Regions from separate parts of the Gossypium hirsutum genome. Here region 2 is linked to region 1. A link is a contact called in public Hi-C data. All regions are on one chromosome and are shown on one strand. The core of a region is the stretch at or near the end of the contact, and the rest is flanking DNA. Distances in the headings are between cores, read along the strand shown. Region 1 holds the start of LOC107903978 (putative potassium transporter 12). Region 2 holds the start of LOC107903705 (WAT1-related protein At3g28050).

Evidence for each region. A called contact is a pair of places that touch in the nucleus more often than the background predicts.
Region 2: a contact with region 1 is called in a Hi-C map of leaf, with 1.9 times the contacts expected there. The contact joins the promoter of LOC107903705 here to the promoter of LOC107903978 in region 1. A contact is called at or near these places in 8 of 34 Hi-C or Micro-C datasets (callus, leaf and petal).

The regions. Positions count from the first base shown.
Region 1 is chrD05:46,861,441-46,866,210 of Gossypium_hirsutum_v2.1, forward strand. It overlaps LOC107903978 (putative potassium transporter 12), which reads left to right and starts at 2,519. Exons shown (of 9, transcript XM_016830215.2): 1 at 2,519-3,374; 2 at 3,994-4,222; 3 at 4,321-4,569. The coding sequence starts at 3,111.
Region 2 is chrD05:47,301,127-47,306,271 of Gossypium_hirsutum_v2.1, forward strand. LOC107903705 (WAT1-related protein At3g28050) reads left to right here and starts at 3,599. Exons shown (of 9, transcript XM_016829849.2): 1 at 3,599-3,690; 2 at 3,796-4,034; 3 at 4,130-4,192; 4 at 4,291-4,404. The coding sequence starts at 3,853.

The DNA of each region.
Region 1 (4,770 bases), core at 1,269-3,768:
GTAAGTAACAGAGATGAGCTCATCGTATAAACATTTTCATATATTTTCAGGAAGGTACAATTATTATTTCATTCAGACCTTATCTTAACTTATATCAAAACTTTGCTCGTTAAACCTTATGAAATATCGATAGACATCGGGTAGTATACATGAAGTGTACGAATCTATAATTCGTCAATTCATATTCAGGAGTGTCCATAAGAACACTTAACGGGAAGCACTCTCTCGAGCCATACAACGGGAAGCTCATGTGAGCCATGAAACGGGAAGCTTATCCGGACTTTATAATGGGAAGCTCATAAGAGCCATATTCAGAAAGCTCATGCGAGCCAATATCGGGTAGCTCCGAAGAGCCATTAATAGGAAGCTCCAAATAGCTTAATATTGGGAATTTCAAGTGAACCTTATCAGGAAGCTCACAAAGAGCCATAATCGGGAAGCTCATAAGAGCTGTGGTGTGTCCACAACACATGTAGGATCACACCCAATCGGGATGCTCCTAAGAGCTATTAACGGGAAGCTTGTAAGAACAATATAACGGGAAGCTTAAGATGACTAATAACAGGATGCTCTTCCGAGCTGTGTTGTGTCCACAACATATGCAGGACTACAATCAATACGAGAAACTTGTATCTATCGATTTTCATTTGTTCAAACGGAACTTAACATTTATCGAGCATTTTCAAATATTTAATCAATTTCATATACATGGAAATTATTAAATTCACATATATAACATTTAATTCAAACATATAAATGTACACAATTTAGTTACATGAACTTACCTCGTCACTTGCTCGTATATGAAAATCTACTAATCTGATACTTTTTCTTTTCATTGATCTAACTCTTTATTTGATCTTTCTGGATCTATATAAATGAATTTAACAACAATTTAACACATTTCATATTCAATTCAATCCAATTCACATCCTAAGCAAAATTACCATTTTGCCTCTATACTTTTAATAAATGACGATTTCATCACTAGGATCAGAAAATGAAATTCATGCAATTTAATCCTTATTCCAAGACTAACTGAATTTTTCATATAACAATAACAGTCCATGTATTTCACAAAATTCAGAATTTTTCCATGAATTTTACATCTTTTTAATTAAATCCCTAAATCACAATTTCATGAAAATTTCATTTACAAAAGTTGTTTATCTATCAACAACCTTTCATTTTTTACCATAAATTTCAAAATTTTAGCATACTTATCCATGGAAAAATTTTAATACTTTGATAACTTTGCAAATTGATCCCCAAAATAGATAGATTAAGTTATTATGATCTAGGAAATGTAAAAATTTCTAAAAAGGTGACATGATTACTTACGCAATTAAGCTTGCTTGAAGTTCTCTCTTAATTAGGGTTTCCATAGAAAATTTTGGGGAAGATGATGATATAAAATGATACTTTTATCTTTTAATTAACTATCATCTTTTATTTTTCCCACTTTCCAATTTAGTCCTTTTCTTTTCTTAAATTTCCATGGATGAATCATCATAAATATCTACTAACTTCTCTTAATGGTCTATTTTCCTTACAAGGACCTCAAATTTTGAATTCTATAGCTATTTAATCCCTCTAGCTAATAGAATTCAACTTTTGCACTTTATACAATTTAGTCCTTACTGACAATTAAACATGAAATCAGTAAAATTTTCTTATCAAAATTTTCATACGTCTTTCCTATCATAATGCAGACCATGCATTAATATTAAAATAAAATTTCTTCCTGACTCAGATTTGTGATCCCGAAACCACTGTTTCGATTTCACTGAAAAACGTACTGTTATAGAGAACAAGTGAATAAATCGTTTAATTCAGATTTAGAATAGTATGTGAAGTCTAGGTGGATTCTTTCCTGAGTATTGTCTTTCTTAGTTAAATTAGATTAGTAAATTTAGATTAAAAACAATCACCCCAATTTGTCGGCTAAATAATAGAAAAACGGTAATTACTAGTACTTTTAGTCCTCGTGGATACAATATTCCCTACTCACCATAACTATACTATTGTTCGATAGATGCGCTTGCCTTAGTCGTATTTATAGTTAGTTTAGTGACCATCAAATACTCTTTTGAAAACTTTCAAGTTGATCAAACAAATTTTCAATTTTAGACAAAGGATAATTTATTATTTATATTAATACATATTTTCATTTAATATCCTTATTATTTTTATTCTCACCTCATCATAACAATTGTAATTAATTAATTTTAATTTTATTATTATAATATCTAATTTCATCTTTAAAGTAATTAATTTTACTGCAGTCACTATTTTAATATTATCGAAATGTATCCCACCCTCGTTCAAATGAACCATTAGGTTTAAGATGTAGCATGTGGAGTAAGGAAGGAAACATAAATTTGTCTTTGTCCCACCATTGCTGCAATTATCCGCCAATAGCATTCCTTTTATAGGTTATACTGGAAGGTCGTTTCTTTGTGTTTATCATCAAAACACTGCGATTAAATTAAAATTGAAATAAATCGAATTTTGAACATGACCTTTTTTTTAGCACAAAACCCAGAATATAAAACAAATAACTCAATGAGTCGTTGATTGCCTTAATCCTTTCATCGTCACCAAAAGCCAGCCAAGACAGCAACGCTTAACATTACTTGTAATAATCATCCTACTCAACAGTTACATTCTTCCTTTTTTTTTTGTCTGAAATTCTTGGCATCCCTTAATTACATTGTGTCAGACTCCCACGAAAAAGTAATCCCCCGGCAAAAAAAAAAAAAAACATTGAACTTAGCCGTGTATATCCTTTTATTCTTAAAAATTATATTTAGTAGCCTTTGCTGTCCTATCCTAACTAATAATTGCTCTGGTCTCTGCAATAAGTTCAGAAGGGGACCCACTGAAGGAGTTAAGAACAACACCCCCATATCAAGTTATTGACCTTAGGAGAAAACAGGAGACTGAATCCTGAGACTGAAGAAGAAGCACTAGACATACGAAGGGTAGTATTTTCTTTTTTCTTCACAAAGATTTGATTGGCTGAGGCTTTTCTTATCTTATCCTCCAGAAAAAAAGGAAGTCTTTTTACAGACAAGGAGGCCCTTTTTGAAGTGGGTATTCGAGGGGATATGGAAGAAGAAGATCGGATTGAAGAGAGTAGCCGCGTGAGACTGAGGGGTAGAACTTTCAGTGGTGGAGGGGTGAACGAGTCAAGGTGGGTGGATGGTAGTGAGGTGGACTCAGAGTCACCTCCTTTGTCATTGTTTGATGATAACGAAGCCAAAGAAGGGTATGGATCTTTGAGGAGGAGACTGGTTAAGAAGCCCAAAAGAGTTGATTCATTTGATGTTGAAGCCATGGAGATTGCTGGTACTCATGGTCACCACCCTAAGGTATTGAATTTGTTTTATCTCCATTTCGTGAAGATTCTGCACTTCGAAGATATTTGCATATGATAATGCTTTTTGTTTCTTTTACTCTTCAATGTTAATTCTTGGAACAGCTCTATTTTTCAACTTCTGATATATACTCTTCTGATATATAAATGAGTTCAGCAGTGGGAAGAGATTCATTAGACTCATTGCTCTAGCAAGTGCTGTGATTGAAGGGTCCTCAAGTTTCTGTTATATTCATTTGGCTCAACTTGGCTCATTTATGACTTTTATATGGACTACAAATTTGGGCAAGTTTTTTCTTGTTGGTATATAGAGAAAATAGTGTCTTTCGATCAACGGTTGAGAGGAATTAGTACCTAAACCTTTACTTTCTAGAGGAGAAAATGATTAGGGTCCAACAGACTATAGCTAGGGAATTATACAAGTTGTTTTTCTTTCGTTAGTGATTAGCTTTTTATACTGAGAATGCATGTATTTCTGTCATTGAAAGTCAACTACGGACCTTATAGTGTCTTCAATAACTTAAAAGAATTGTTTTGTCATTTTTGCGAATGAACTTATTTCCATTAAGCTCAACTATATTCTCTTACTAAAATGTAGTACTTTAATCAATCAGGACATATCCACTTGGCGCACTCTTGCATTGGCCTTTCAAACACTCGGGGTTGTGTATGGTGACATGGGCACAAGCCCTTTGTATGTTTTCAGTGATGTCTTCAGCAAAGTCAAAATAGAATCAGAAGTGGATATCTTGGGTGCTTTATCACTGGTGATGTATACAATAGCTCTACTCCCCTTGGTAAAATACGTGTTTGTAGTGCTTAAAGCCAATGATAATGGGGAGGGTAAGGGCTTTTCATAGTAATCCTCTTATTCTCCATACTTTTTACTGGATATTTTGAAGATCATATACATGTTAACATATAAATTGATGCAATTGTAGGGGGAACCTTTGCTTTGTACTCACTGATTTGCAGGTATGCGAAGGTCAACATGCTGCCAAATCGTCAACCGGCAGATGAACAGATATCAAGTTTTAGGCTCAAACTGCCTACTCCAGAGTTAGAAAGGGCTTTAAGCATAAAAGAGACTTTGGAAAGGAGATCATCCTTGAAGACCCTCCTGTTGCTATTGGTCTTGATGGGAACTTCCATGGTCATAGGGGATGGTATTCTGACCCCCGCAATATCAGGTAGATAGATGTGTACCAATCTTCCATTTAAGTTAACAAAATCAAATTTTAAACAAGTATTGCAATTTCTGTCTTTGCTTTTTCTGTGACTGGTATTTGATGCTTTGAACCTGAATGTTGTCTTTGTTAGTTGCATTAAAATTTGTCTCACAACTATTTAGATTTCATGATGTCTTAAGTATGGCAGCTTCTTCTAATTCA
Region 2 (5,145 bases), core at 2,349-4,848, 440 kb after region 1:
CATTATTAATGTGATATTAAACAGCTGATCATGTTATTTATAACACATGGATTGATTCTAGTTCTACAATCTATATCTCAAATTCCTTACAATGGTTAACAAACCTGAGGGAATCAGTGGGAGTTGAGCGACACATCTATTCAAGAAATAAGATGGACTCGCATGTGGAAGCAATTGGAACATGAAAATTAGTGCTTAAGAGTGGTTTTGTTTTAATTTTAGAAAAGACTTTTTATATTCGTAGTTTTTCTAGAAATTTAGTTTCTATTTCAATTTGCACCTTTTGGGTATTATTTTAGGTTTTCAAACACTGGCTTTAGTTTATTTTATAAATCTGGGTGTTTTATATGATGGTCTTAATTCTCTTAATTTGTAAAATAATGTCACTCATAATGTTATGTACATTCAAACTGGTACCAAATCTTGTGTTATAAATGACAATTCCTCTATTTTATGGCATCGAAGATTAGGACACATCTCCATTGAAAGGATTAAGAGATTACTCAATGATGGGGTGCTCAGTACTTTAGATTTGGTGATCTCAATATTTGTATAGACTGTATTAAGGGCAAGTAGACTAACAAGTCAAAGAAAGGTGCCAAGAGAAGTTCGGCCATATCAAAAGTCATCCATTCTAATCTATGTTGCTTAGATATGGATGTACAAGGTCAAAAATATTTCATCACTTTCATAGAAGATTAATCACAATACATGTATCTCTACATGCTTCATCACAAGAGCGAAGCATTAGAAGCCTTTAAATTTTTCAAGGCTGAAGTAGAGAAATAATGTGGTAAGCAAGTCAAGATTGTGAGAACCGATAGCGGTGGTGAACATTATGGTAGATACACTGAGGATGGACAACCACTTGGTCCATTTGTGAAATTTCTTCAAGATAACGATATAGTTTCCAATACACTATGCTAGGCTCACTTGATCAGAATGGTGTTGTGGAAAGAAGAAACTGGACTTTAGTAGACATGGTGCAAAGTATGCTTAGTAGCTCTAAGCTACCTAAGTCCTTACAGATTAAAGCTCTTAAAACGACTATGTATATATTAAACCGAGTTCAACCAAGGTTGTCCCAAAGACACCTTTTGAGTTATTCAAAAGTTGGAAACCGAGTTTACGACATATACGTGTATGGGGATGCCCATCTAAAGTAAGAGTTTATAACCTGCAAGAAAAGAAACTAGACCTAGAGACCATTAATTGGTATTTCATTGGTTATGCCGAAAGGTCCAAATGATACAGATTCTATTATCCATCTCATAACACAAAAATTGTGGAATTGAGAAATGTAAAATTTCTTGAGAATGACTCAATCAGTGGAAGAGATCTATCTCGGGACAAGATTCTCATAGGACAACCTTTCACTTCAGGTGAGAGATTGGTTATCATACAAAACATCCTTCAAGCTCAACCAGGTGTTGAACAACCAATCAATGAAAATCTGCAAGCTATTGAAAACACTCTAGTAGATCAAGTTGTTAAAGAATAGACAAATTCCATGAAAAGTAATGATGTTGGGGATCTTGTGTCGTTGCCTGAAAGGGTAAAAACCATTGGATGTAAAAGAGTCTTCAAAATAAAAAGAGACTCAATGGGCAACATAGAAAGACATAAATTTGGACTCGTTGTGAAAAGATTCACTCAGTGAAAAGGAATCGATTATACTTAGACTTTTAGTCCTATATCTAAGAAAGATTCAGTGCGCATTGTGTTAGTAGTAATAGCTCATTTTGACCTTGAGTTGGAACAAATGGATGTGAAAATCGTCTTTCTCAATGGTGACCCAAAGGAAGAGGCATACATAAAACAACCTGAAGAATTCTCCTCCAGTGATGGTGAACAGTTGATATGCAAGGTAAAGAAGTTCATATATAGATTGAAACAAGCCTCCCGACAGTGGTATTTAAAATTTCATGTAGTTACCTCTTCGTTTGGTTTTGTTGAAAATATCGTGGATCAATGCATATACCAGAAGGTTAGCAGGAGTAAAATATGTTTCCTTATTCTATATGTGGGCGATATTTTACTTGCAACAAATGATAGAGGTATGCTACATGAGGTGAAACAATATCTTTTTAAAAATTTTGGTATGAAAGATATGGGTAATACGTCTTATGTCATTGGCATTAAGATTCATCGTGATAGACATCGTGGTATCTTAGGTTTATCTTAAGAAACCTATATGAACAAAAGTTTTTGAAATATTTTGGATGAAAGATTATTTACCGAGTGCTGCTCCTATCGTGAAGGGTGATAAGTTCAATTTGAACAAGTGCCTGAAAAACGAATTTGAGATGAAGCAAATGAAAAACATTCCACATGCTTCTATTGTTGGAAGCCTGATGTATGCTCAAATCTGTACAAGACTTGATATTGCATTTGTAGTTGGAATGTTGGGAAGATATCAGAGTAATCTAGGTATTGACCACTGAAGAGTTGCAAAGAAAGTTTTGAGATATCTTAAAGGGACAAAGGACTACATGCTTACGTACAAACGATCAGACAATTTGGAGGTGATTGGCTACTCCGATTCAGACTTTGTCAGTTGTGTTGATTCACGTAAATCAACATCAGGTTACATATTTATATTTGCTGGCAGAGCTATATCTTAGAGGAGTATCAAGCAGACCTTAGTTGCTACTTCCACTATGAAGGTTGGGTTCGTTTCATGTTTTGAGGCTACCTCACATAAAGTATGGTTAAAGAGTTTCGTTTCTAGGTTTAGACTTGTGGATTTGATTCCTAGGTCGTTGATGATATATTGTGACAATTCAGTTGTTGTCTTTATGGCTGTAAACAAAAAAAAGTGGAAGTCGAAGTAAACATATCGACATTAAGTATTTAGCCATAGGGGAACATGTTAAAGAAAAGAAAGTGGTCATTGAGCACATTAACACTGAGCAAATGTTAGGTGATCTTTTGACTAAAGGCATGCCACCATACAAATTTAAGGATCATGTTGTCACTATGGGACTTGTTCCCACATTGTAAATTTTCGTTAGAAGAACGATTATAAAGAAACTCTATTAAGTTTGATATTTCTCATATTTTGTGTGCACATTAATTTTATTATTTTGAAAAATGTCACTAAAGTTTAGACCTGGAATAAATATTGGGTTTATTCATTAAGAAATTGGGCTAAAACGTTGAGACATTATATATTGTGATACATGGAAGATACTACTCAAATTTTAAGAGAAAATATTGTCATGATTCATGCATTATGATACATGGGAGAATGTTGGAATTGTCTTTTGGTTCGTGGGAATGACCCCACGTTTTGCAACCCACTACTTTCATACTTTTGCTTGTGTGATAGTGGGAAATGTAATTGGTGATTTTTTACGAGAAATCACCACTATAAATACCAATTAAGCTTAAAGTTCCTACGTATCGAAAAAATAAAAACTAAAAATATTTCAACTAATGAAATTTTTTAATGCTTAAAAGATAGCTGTTTTCAACTTTTTATACAACTAAAATCGACGGCCTCAACGATGATTTGACGTACTCAACATGCTACATCTTTTGTGTTGTAGTATAATATTTAAATCATTATTTATGCTCACACAAGAATCTAGGTATTGGGTAAGGAGGCAATGACGAAAGGAGCTATGTCAGCCGCGACTTGGACTCGTTGCTTGTCGTCTATAACTCCTTGTTGGTAGCTATGGCTGCGTATGTATTTTAAATATAAAAGGACTTTAAAATTGATATTAATAACTAAAATTGAAATGAAAGTGTCCACTTATTTGCTTCACAATCCAACTACTTAAAATTCAGTCCTAGGAAGGAGGTGGCACAGAAGTTGATCGCAAGAACTGAAATTGGGTCTGAAGAATGAGGAAGGAGATGATTGGTTTGCCTATTGTAGGGATGGTAATGGCAGAGGTTGCTCAAGTTGGACTCATGATAATGGGCAAAGCAGCAATGTCCCATGGGATGCCCAACTTCGTCTTTGTTTTCTATTCCAATGCTCTTGCCTCTCTCATTCTCCTCCCTGCTTCTTTTCTCTTCCACAGGTACCGTTCGTTCTCTCTCTCTCTCTCTCTCTCTCTCTCTCTCTCTCCATAATTCCCATTTCACTATCTCCTTTGATTTTCCGTTTTCCCTGCAGGTCACACCGTCCTCCACTCACTTTCTCTATTCTTTGTTGGTTTTTCTTGCTTGGCCTTCTTGGGTATGTAAGATTAATGGAAATTATGATGTGGGTTTTCAGTTACATAACTATGGATTTGAGGGCTTTCATTCATATTTTACATGGTATTTGGTATGCAGTTGCTTTGCCCAGATTTCTGGGTATGCTGGGATATATTATAGCTCGCCTACTCTGGCAACTGCCATGCTTAATCTCATCCCAGGTCTCACCTTCATCCTTGCTGTTGCTTTCAGGTTATTATCTCTTCTCCTATCGTTGTGTGTAATACTCTGATCAATCTGATAACTAAAGGATAAAGTATATGTGGACGATGGGATGCAAGGCCATTTAATCTATTTACTCTTTACTTCCCCTGAAGTACCACTTGTATCCAACACATATTTATACATAGGTTTGACAGAAAAAATGAGCATACCCTTTCGGGCAATCCTGGTATTCCAGTTTGTAAAAGGGTCAATGGTTGGAACTGAGTTTGAAGTAATATGTCTGCAGCCATTTTGTTTGTTTCTATACCTCATAAATTCTCTTGGGATTGTTTTTGTATTTAAGAAATATGGTTGCTTAGAGGAAACAGATTGCAGTCCCTAGGAGGTTGCCTGCTCTTACTCTTACTGAAGTGGGAAATTGGGAACTTATTTAAGTGACAAATTTGTTTGATCTCCTTGCACAAATAGTTATCAATTCATCTCCTTTATAGGCTTCTTACAACTCAGGTTCCTCTTGATGATGGTTTTCGCTGCTTTTCGTTCTCATTTTGAGATCCTGTTGGCAAGGACTAATATGAATTCCTTTTAGCCAGCAACTGATATGATCAATGTAGACCTTGCGTTAAGTATTGTTTGATATTGCATTCTTATTTGTATAAGTTGAATCCGGGTGATAATGTGATAACGCGGTGTAGATATCTGGAAGTTCCAGGTTGATTGTTGTGGAGGGTTTTTTTTTTTTCTGAAAAAGATTGGAAGATGTTTGAG